Regions from separate parts of the Sus scrofa genome. Here region 1 is linked to region 2. A link is a contact called in public Hi-C data. All regions are on one chromosome and are shown on one strand. Each heading gives the region's core, a stretch centred on a gene start, on an enhancer-like site or on the middle of the called end of the contact. The rest is flanking DNA. Distances are from core to core; before and after follow the strand shown. Region 1 overlaps RASAL2 (ras GTPase-activating protein nGAP). Region 2 has its middle 34 kb from the start of RASAL2.

Evidence for each region. A called contact is a pair of places that touch in the nucleus more often than the background predicts.
Region 1: a contact with region 2 is called in a Hi-C map of retroperitoneal adipose tissue, with 1.8 times the contacts expected there. The contact joins two enhancer-like sites. A contact is called at or near these places in 3 of 47 Hi-C or Micro-C datasets (embryonic fibroblasts, liver and retroperitoneal adipose tissue) and 2 of 2 datasets of contacts at active chromatin or transcription factors (alveolar macrophages and skeletal muscle).

What each region holds. Positions count from the first base shown.
Region 1 is chr9:120,043,038-120,047,542 of Sscrofa11.1, forward strand. All of the region lies in intron 1 of RASAL2 (ras GTPase-activating protein nGAP), which reads left to right. Among named protein-coding and RNA genes, the nearest start is that of RASAL2, 100 kb to the left of the region's middle. Within about 2 kb of position 1,509, at least 14 of the 83 cell types and tissues checked have an H3K27ac peak or open chromatin away from gene starts, as enhancers often do. A contact at or near this core is called in retroperitoneal adipose tissue, where this site is marked.
Region 2 is chr9:119,905,512-119,910,088 of Sscrofa11.1, forward strand. No RefSeq gene overlaps it. Among named protein-coding and RNA genes, the nearest start is that of RASAL2, 34 kb to the right of the region's middle. Within about 2 kb of position 1,715, at least 16 of the 83 cell types and tissues checked have an H3K27ac peak or open chromatin away from gene starts, as enhancers often do. A contact at or near this core is called in retroperitoneal adipose tissue, where this site is marked.

The sequences.
Region 1 (4,505 bases), core at 259-2,758, 140 kb after region 2:
GAGCAAGGCCAGGGATTGAACCTGCATCCTCAGGGATACCAGTCAGGGTTGTTAACCACTGAGCCACAACGGGAACTCCTATTATTATTCTCTTTATAACTGTTTTTCAGCAGTTTAATTACAGTTGACTCTTGAATAACACAGGCTTGGACTACAGGGGTCCACTTGTATATAGGTTGTATTCATATACTAAGATCTGTGGTTGCTTGAATTTGGGATATGGAACCAGGGATAAGGAGGCTGTCTGTAAAGTTATGCGTGACACTTAATCTCCTGAGTTTTTCAAGGATCAACTGTATATGTGTCTTGGTGTGGTTTTCGTGGCTTTATCCTCCTTGGGATTTTTAGTTCAAATTTTTACAAATTTCAGACTTACTTCTTCAGCTTTATTCCTGGCCCCTCCTCTTTTATCCTCTCCTTCAGGAATTGCTTGATAATGTTCCCACAGACTACTGGTTGTTATTTTAATCCTCCTCTCCCATCTCTGTTTTCCAGTTGGTATATTTTGAATTGCTCTCTTTGAATGTTTAATGATATTTTTGTCTGTGAAATGTAATCCAAACGCCTGTCTATTGAGTAAAATTTTCATTTCAGATACTGTATTTTCATTTTCTGAAATTACATTAGATCCTTTACAAATATATTCCATTTCCTTGCTTGTTATCTTGTCTTCCTTTAAATCATTAAGCATATTTTTATAACTGTTTAATAGTCTCTGTTAAGTCCATCATCTCTTTCATTTCTGATATTATAACTACTGGCTAATTTTTCCACTGGTTATTTTTCTCATTTTCCTACTTCTTAACATGGGCAGTAACTTTTGATTGGATTTTGAACAATGTGAATTTTACATTGTTGATTTTTTTTTTGCTTTTTGTTTTGTCTTCCTCTATTTAGGATTGAGTTTACATTTATGGAGAATCAGCCTGTTTTGAGGCCAGACATAAAACTGTTAGGATGGTCTAATTTAGTCCTACTGCCGGTGTGTGACCCTTGGGGATCTCTACAGATGCTTTGGACATTAAACAAGATTTCTTCTTCTTTGGTTTGAGGGATCTCACATGTCTTCCAGTCCCGAGTTGTGAGGATTTTCCATTTTGTAGCTCCCCAGCAGTTTTCCTTGCCGGTAGTCACGAAGTTTAATCCTTTACACATGCAGCTTAATTATGGAACCAGTCACTCAAAGGGATCCCCTTGCAGATTTCTGGATCTCTTTGTGTAATTTCCTTTTCTCTAATACTTTACCCTGCAAATTCCATCAGCCTCAGTCTCCCTGAACTCCCATTTTTGTCTCCTCAAATTCATTGAGGTCATGGTGTTCTGCCTGTGTTCCCTTTCCTTGTGCCAATATTCAGAAAATGCCTCCAGCTTAAAACCCAAGGTTGTCATAAGTTTTATCTGATATGTTTTCCTTTGCCTAAAGATCACAGTCCTTGGTTTCCTGTTTTCTAGTATCTGAAAAATCTTGTTTCATATATTTTGTCTGGTTTTCTAGTTGTTTACAGCAGGAGGGCAAGTTTAATATCAGTTACTTGTTCATGGCAGGAAGTGGATGACTGTAGTTTCGTTTTTAGCACAATATTAATTATGTCATCAAAAAGAATATCACTAAAGTAATTTTACTTCACAGATTAAAGTATTTCCTGTCACAAAGCCTGTTTATATGAAACCTAGAAATAGTAAAATCTTTAAACTTACATTCTGATTGTATATTTGATTAAACTTTTATGGATTATTACTATTTATTTATTAATTTTGCTGCACCCATGGCATATGCAAGTTCTCCAGGCCAGCAATTGAATCCGAGCTGCAGCTGAGGCAATTCTGGATCCTTAATCCACTGTGCCAGGCCAAGGATTGAACCTGTGCCTCTGCAGTGACCTGAGCCACTGCAATTGGATTCATAAACCACTGTGCCAGAGTGGGACTTCCCTGATATTTGTAAATTTAAATTTTCATTGTAAAAAGAGCTGTGGATAAGATTGACAGCAGAGAATCCGTCATTAACCTGAATGAACTGTTTGGCAGAGTTAAGAACAAACAGTATGTGGTCTAAAGATTTTGGTGAAAGATTCTGACTTGAGGTTTTATTTCTGAGTTTACATGCCTGTTTTACATGATTCTTTGCATATTAAAACTTTGTTTTGGTTTCATGGTCTGGGGACAGAAGAATCCTTTTTATATCAGGAGTAAACATTCACTGTGCATTTTCTATTTTAGAGCATAAGTTTTTAGATAGTGAAGACCTGTCTTTATTTGAATTTATATCTGCACAAAACTGCCTTATTTCTGGAGGTACTTGTGTGCTTTGATTAAAGACGATTCTGAAGAGGTGCAAGACTGGCCTCACAAAAAAGTAGTATGAGGATTAATGGCTTCAAGTATTAGAAAAATAAAACGAAATAGTATTCTATTAGCATCTAGTTGCTTCTACTTTTGATAACATGTGCCAAAGAATGTGAACCAGCTGTTCCTCACTCCGCTAAGATGCTTAAGGAGTTTGGTCAGCATAGCTGAATTGTTAGCATGATTCTTAAATAAAATGGATCATCCTCTAATTGATACATGAGGTTCTTCCTTAAGTCAGGGGATAGGCCTTTTGAGTTCACTCTAAATACAAAAAGAAGCTGCAAAGAGTGAACAATTTGAGAGTTATAGTCAGAATTGGATGCATTTAATAATATTACTCAAACTATTTCTGTTTAAAATTCTCTTCAATTTGTTGTAAACCAGTACTTTAGCAAATATAATAAAAATGAATAACTAGAGAAATGAAATATAAAACGAGCTGTAATTTTAAAAATTAGATTCAACAGACATAAAATTACTCTGTCAGATTTCCATAAAGGTTTCTAAACACTGATTGTCTATTTTTGTATTCATCCTGACATAGCCTCACAGCAGTTTGTAGACCACCAGAGGTCTGAGAACTAAGCTTTGAGTACTACTGATTTCAGTAGAAATTATTCGAAATAAAATGTCCTTTTCTGCTGTTTACACCCCAGCCTTCACGAAGTAGAAGTTCCTGCCTAATCTCAGTTGATAGACGACCTTCTCTGCAAAGCTTTCCTCGATTTGCCCAAGCCAACTTGGGTAATCCATCCTCTGTATTCTCACTTCACTCCACGAGGCCTTCATTCTGTCATGTTAAAACTTAATTAATTTATTTTATTTAAGGAAAATGTAAAAAAAATCCTCAAAATCTGGGAACCTAGAAAGGCTTGTGACACTTAGCAGTTAATAAGTGAAAAATCTTTTATGAACGAAGTAAGAAATGAATATATAAATTGTGGCAAAATCCTAAGTATCAACACATAATGGATGGAGGAAGCTTCGTTTTCTGGAAAGAAACGAAGACTGTTTCTTAGTCTCAAAAGGTAAACTTTTGTGCATCAAATTCTTATAAAAATAATTCTTGATAAACACACGCACACATTTTGTAACTAACAGACTGGGAGGAAAAAACCCCAAACCACTTTAACTTGCTAGACACTGTTTTTAGCAGAGGAAGAGGGTGTTAGAATGGGGAAGGGGATTGAAACCTAGTGTCCCAAATGTTTGAAGGTGACCTTGTACTGTACTTACATCTTTTCTTCTCCTTGCCTTTCTAACTTGGTATCCCATCATACTTCTTCAATTTATTTCAGTGTATATTTGATGACAGCTTACTGAGTACTCTGCTAGGCACCTTGGAGAGTACAAAGGAGCTTGAGCATGAGGAGGTTAAAATCTGGTGAATAGTCAGAAGTGCATAAAACCAACTAAAACACAAAATAAAATGCATTAAACAGAAAGGGCAATGGAAGCATGAATGAAGAAAATTTAAATGTCTAGATTATTTTAAAATTCAAACTGCTTATAGATGACGCAGCTTATTGAAGTGGATTTAGTATTTTCTTTAAATAATAAAAACAATAATTCAGAGATAGATGGATAGATTATATTGATCTAGTTTAAGCAGCCCATCAACAAATGGACATATTTAAATCTAGCCTCCAGTCTACAGGAGATGAAAATGGTAAGGGATTTGGAGGCATACAGTCTTCTGCCTTGAATGTGTGACAAAGTAGGCAAATGAGAGTATAATTTTCAGGACTTCCCCCTTTGAGGCTGCACAACTATTTCCTTTGCATTCCATCACTAGGAGACTGGTTTAGGAGAGGGAAGAAGTGCAGAAGTCTGAAGTCCTAGGATGCTGGCACTGCCCTTGGGGAAAGTTCAGATCTTGCATCACTTCTTGGGTATGCACACATTTCCAGTTCCCACAGAGAAGCTGATCCTTGGCAGGAGGCAGATAGACACAGCCAGACTGAGTCACAACTTGAGAATCAGGGAAATTATTTTTTAAAGGAATAAAGGCCCTTAGTAGGATCAAATTTCTGCAGCTAAACAAAAGGCAATGAAAAAAATACATTTAAATCTGGATCACATCTGAGGGAACCCATCCTGACAGTTTCAGATTGTTCTGCCATGACATAAATCAGTGTGGATTCATGCAGCAATTA
Region 2 (4,577 bases), core at 465-2,964:
CTGCTGTGGCAGGAGATGGATCCCTGGCCCCAGAACTTCTGCATGCCATGGTTGTGGCAAAAAAAAAAAAGAGAGAGAGAGAGAAGGTGACACAATCTTCCCTAAAACATCTGCTCAATGGTCCAGCTAAAAACATTGCTGGCTGTTCTTATATGTCCTGGATTGTATTTCACATCAGAGGTCTAGGCCATCGCTTTGTCTCCCTTTTTCTCACTCCTGTCCACCCTTGAATAGTCAGCAAGGAGTCAGTGATTGGTCCTGAAGAATGAGATCGGGTGTTCTCAGATTACATATCTGGAACATTCTCTCTGATGGGCATCCCATAATCAGTATTTCACAAAGTGTGATCCGTGGCCAGTGCATCAGATCCCCGAAGATGCTGATTGAAAGGATTTTTCTCCCAGCTGGCCTGGCATCCTGGCATCCTGGCATCTGTAGTTTTATTAGGCTCCCCCATTGATTCTGCTTCCTGCTGAAGTTCAAGAGCCTCTGGCCCTGGCTTCTGACCTAGTGGTGCCTTGGATCACTAGAGGGCACCCTAGAACAACTTTTTTTTCCCAGGCTGTGGGCTTCCTGCCAACCGACCAGGGCTGTGGCGCCTCATCGTTCTGGGCCAGAGTTTCCAAGCCCATCCTGGAACCACAGTTTCCTTTAAGAAACTTAGTCCAATTGCCACATCACCAGATACATCTAGCATGCATTTCCACAATGGTGCTGTAATAAATCCGGTTTCTAAAAAAAAATTAGATGTTAAATCATCCTATGTTTATTCATTATATATCTACAAATTGTGAACCAAAACAACATCAAGTATTAAAAGGACTGACAAAAGACATTCTTCCTACTCTTTAGAAAAATGTGGTGGCTCAGTGGGTTAAGGATCCAGCATTGTTAACTGCTATGGCTTGGGCCTTTGCTGTAGCTCCAGTTCCATCCCTGGCCTGGGAGCTTCCACATGTGGTGGGTATGGCCAAAAAAAGAAAGAAAAGAGGAAAAAATATGGGGAAGAAAAATCAGGCAGAAATATGAAATCATTTGCAAATAAATATAATTAACAGTAAATTAAATCATGGACATGGAAAACAGACTTGTGGTTGCCAAGGGGGAGGAGGAAGGAGTGGGATGGATTGGGAATTTGGGGTTCATAGATGCAAACTATTGCCTTTGGCATGGATAAGCAATGAGATCCTGCTGTATAGCACTGGGAGCTATATCTAGTCACTTATGATGGAGCGTGATAATGTGATAAAAAAGAATGTACACATGTATGTGTGACTGGGTCACCTTGCTGTATAGTAGATAATTGACAAAATACTGTAAACCAGCTATAATGGAGAAAAAATTATTATAAAATTAAAAAATAGTAAATTAATTTTCAAGCTAATGGGAAATAGAATTAATTACTAAATCTGAAACAAACAGGTGACAGTATGTGTACAAACAAGGAACTTCCCTGCTGGCCCTGAGCTGACTGGGAAAACGGTACATGGGGATTCCTGAGACAGCTTCCTGGAACAGGCAGGATGGGACAGGAATAGGAGAAGCAATGTCAGGCAGCCCCACTGCAACACATGTCTGTTGAATTCAGAGCCCTTCTTCGTGTCTCAGGAGACACTGAACTAAAACTTGGCAAATGTAAATCCGAGAAGGACCACTGGGACTCCTTTTGTCATGTTGGCATGATGCCCATTGATTCAACAAATCCTTGAGGGGCACTGCCCTGTGCCAGGCACTGGCCACACACTGGGAAGACAACCGTGGGCAAGACAGACGCCTTAGTGCTGCCCTTGGGTGTTTACAATCCAGCAGGAGAGACAGACAAACAATCACGTAATTACAAAGCAGTGTGAGTGATGGGTTAAGCAGTAGGTTTGTGGAAGCTCGAAGGGGAGAAGCCTAACTCAGCCGTGGTGGTGAAGGAGGCTGCAGGGGTACAAACATTCAACAGGAGAAGGTAAAGGATGAGTCAGGAGCAGCGAGAAAGGGCATAGTTGAAAGCTGGGGAAGAAAAGAAGCAGATATTTGAGGAACTGAAAGAAATTCAGTAGAGCTAGTGGAGTTGGGAGCAGGCAGGGGAATTGTGCTAAACAGTGTGGTGGGGGATGCAAAGCAAGCACAGCCAGCTCTTTCAGAGCCTTGTAAACCTTCATGGGGATATGCGGACAGTATGCTAAGGGTACTGGGGAGCCATTGAAGGATTGCGAGCAGGGGATAGTGCCCTGATCAGATCTGCACTTGAGGAGGTTCCGCCTGTACCAGGGTCAGTGTTAATAAGCCAATAAAGCCGAAGGAATCCGTCTTTCCCTTTTTTTTAGGGCTGCACCTGTGGCATATGGAGGTTCCCAGGCGAGGGGTCAAATCGGAACTGTAGCTGCTGGTCTACACCACAGCCACAGCAACACAGGATCCAAGCCGTGTCTGCAGCCTACACCACAGCTCACAGCAATGCCAGATCCTTAACCCACTGAGCGAGGCCAGGGATCGAACGCACGTCCTCGTGGCTCCTGGTCTGGTTCGTTTCTGCTGCGCCACGACAGGAACTCCCAGTCTCTCCCTTTAACGGGACGCCTCCAGTTGCATTCCTCCATCCCCAGTCACCATCCTCAGTCATCGTCCCCAGGAAACCCTTTCCAAGCAGAGGGTTCTCTCTGAGGTCAGCTTTCCACACCAGAGAGCAGAGGAGACAGGAACAGCCTAAGAGGTGTGGCTGTTACAAGCTGGACACCCCTTCACAAAAGGCCATTTCAGGCAAAGTGGACAGGGAGGCGGGGCCTCGCCGGATGGGAAGGGGGATGAGTCTGAACCCCATTTCCTTGTTTGCATGCTTTAGGCACCACCCTTGACCGGGGTTAGAAGCAATGCAAAGGAGAAACAGCAGACTTGTGAACGGGGTAGAGAATGCATGCGAAATACACAGAGAGGCCTACTCTACCTACTCTCGAGGTCACAAGAGACCTCCGTAACTGCTGTTTTATTAGGCTTATAACTCAGTTAGGACTTTGACTTGACCTCACATCACAAAGTAAAACTCTTGATCAGCGTTCTCATCCTTATCTGCATGGTAGCCGAGAGGCAGGGAAAGGCAGTAAAGCTTAAAGACCAGAAGAGGCCCAATACTAAAGCAGCGGATTGAAATTTCCCATTAAAGTCTAGCTCTCCAATTACTTGCCTACAAATAATCAGAGAAGCGCTATTTTTTTTTTTTTTTTAAACAACGCCACTCTCAGGCCAGCCCCCAGAGCATCCTGCACTATATCCTTATTTCCTAAAATGGGGGTCGTACAGAAAACAAGACTTCGAGTAACCCAGCTTCCTCGATTCCGGCCTCCGGGCCAGGGAGGCCTCTCGGCCAGTTTCCTTTCCTTCAGAGTAAGGAAGAGACTGTGTACAGGGCCTGGAGCCTCCGGGCACAAAAATAGACTATTTGAGCATTTGGGTTTTCCTTTCCTGACAGTGGACTTACTCAGGAAGAGGCATTTGAACATAATTTTTTTTTCCCCTCTGTGTTTTTCAAAAAACAGACTTAATGCGGGGCGGGGGAGGGGGAGCAAAATTGTTATGGGGAGACTTTTCAGCCCCCTCTTTGGTCCCCTGAACAGGCTCAGGTGAGGCAGTCCTTTTCCCCTTAAATGCAGTTTCTGCTCGCCCCTCCCCCCAGCCCCCCAACCTCCAGCCCTCCCCCCCCACCATCCCCCCCAAGCAAGCTTCCAGACTCCTTTGCTCAGCCCCCACCAACTTCTAAAAGCACCAGCCTCTCTTCCATTGTTAGGCTCCTGACTGCGACTTCCCACACAGTGATGCGAAGAGACATATGATTCAAGCATCCCCATTCCAGAAATATTATTATCTTCTCAGGAAAAAAAATAGGGGCCTGCTCTATGTCTGTCACCTGAAATAAACTCCCAGTTCCTTCCCTGCGGCTCCCCAGATGCTCGATTTCTGAAGACCATTCCAGCTGATTTTTGCCACCCGCAAGGTTCCCAACCCCAGCCCTGGGAGTGGCTTGGGGCGGGGAGGGGGGGAGGAGGGAAGGGGACCTCTGAAGTGGGCCACCTCAGGGTAGGGGAAGCACAGGCACCTCACGTGGAGACAAAATGTGCCCGGCTAACCTCTGCGACTCCCTCGGGAATCCAGAGTTTGTGTCTCTTTGCAGAGCCCAGAACAGCCTGTCTGTTCTCCTCTCCCGGTTGTGTGCCTGGCGCTTCCCCAGTGAGATATCTCCTGGAAAAGCTTTTCCTGTGAGGGGTGGGGAGCTTTTGTTCTCTGGGAAATTTGGTGCAGCTCATTAAGGGCATTGTCCTGGTGGGGGGGGGAAGGATTCAGAGACAGTTTCCAGGGGTGAGTGCTACTGCCTCTGGTCGCTGTCCTCGTCTTGATTTCTGTTGCCCTGCTGGGCTGACCATTTTGGAAGCTGGGGTTGTGGCGGCGGGTGGGGGGTGGGGGTGGGGGGGTGGAGATTGTGATAAAGCCCAGAAAAATAAAAATAGATATGTGAAGTAAAATCTTTTTTCTCTCTTTTTAAAAGAACCCTTTCACTGCAACGAATTGAGTTTCTGTTACTAACTCATTTCAGAGAA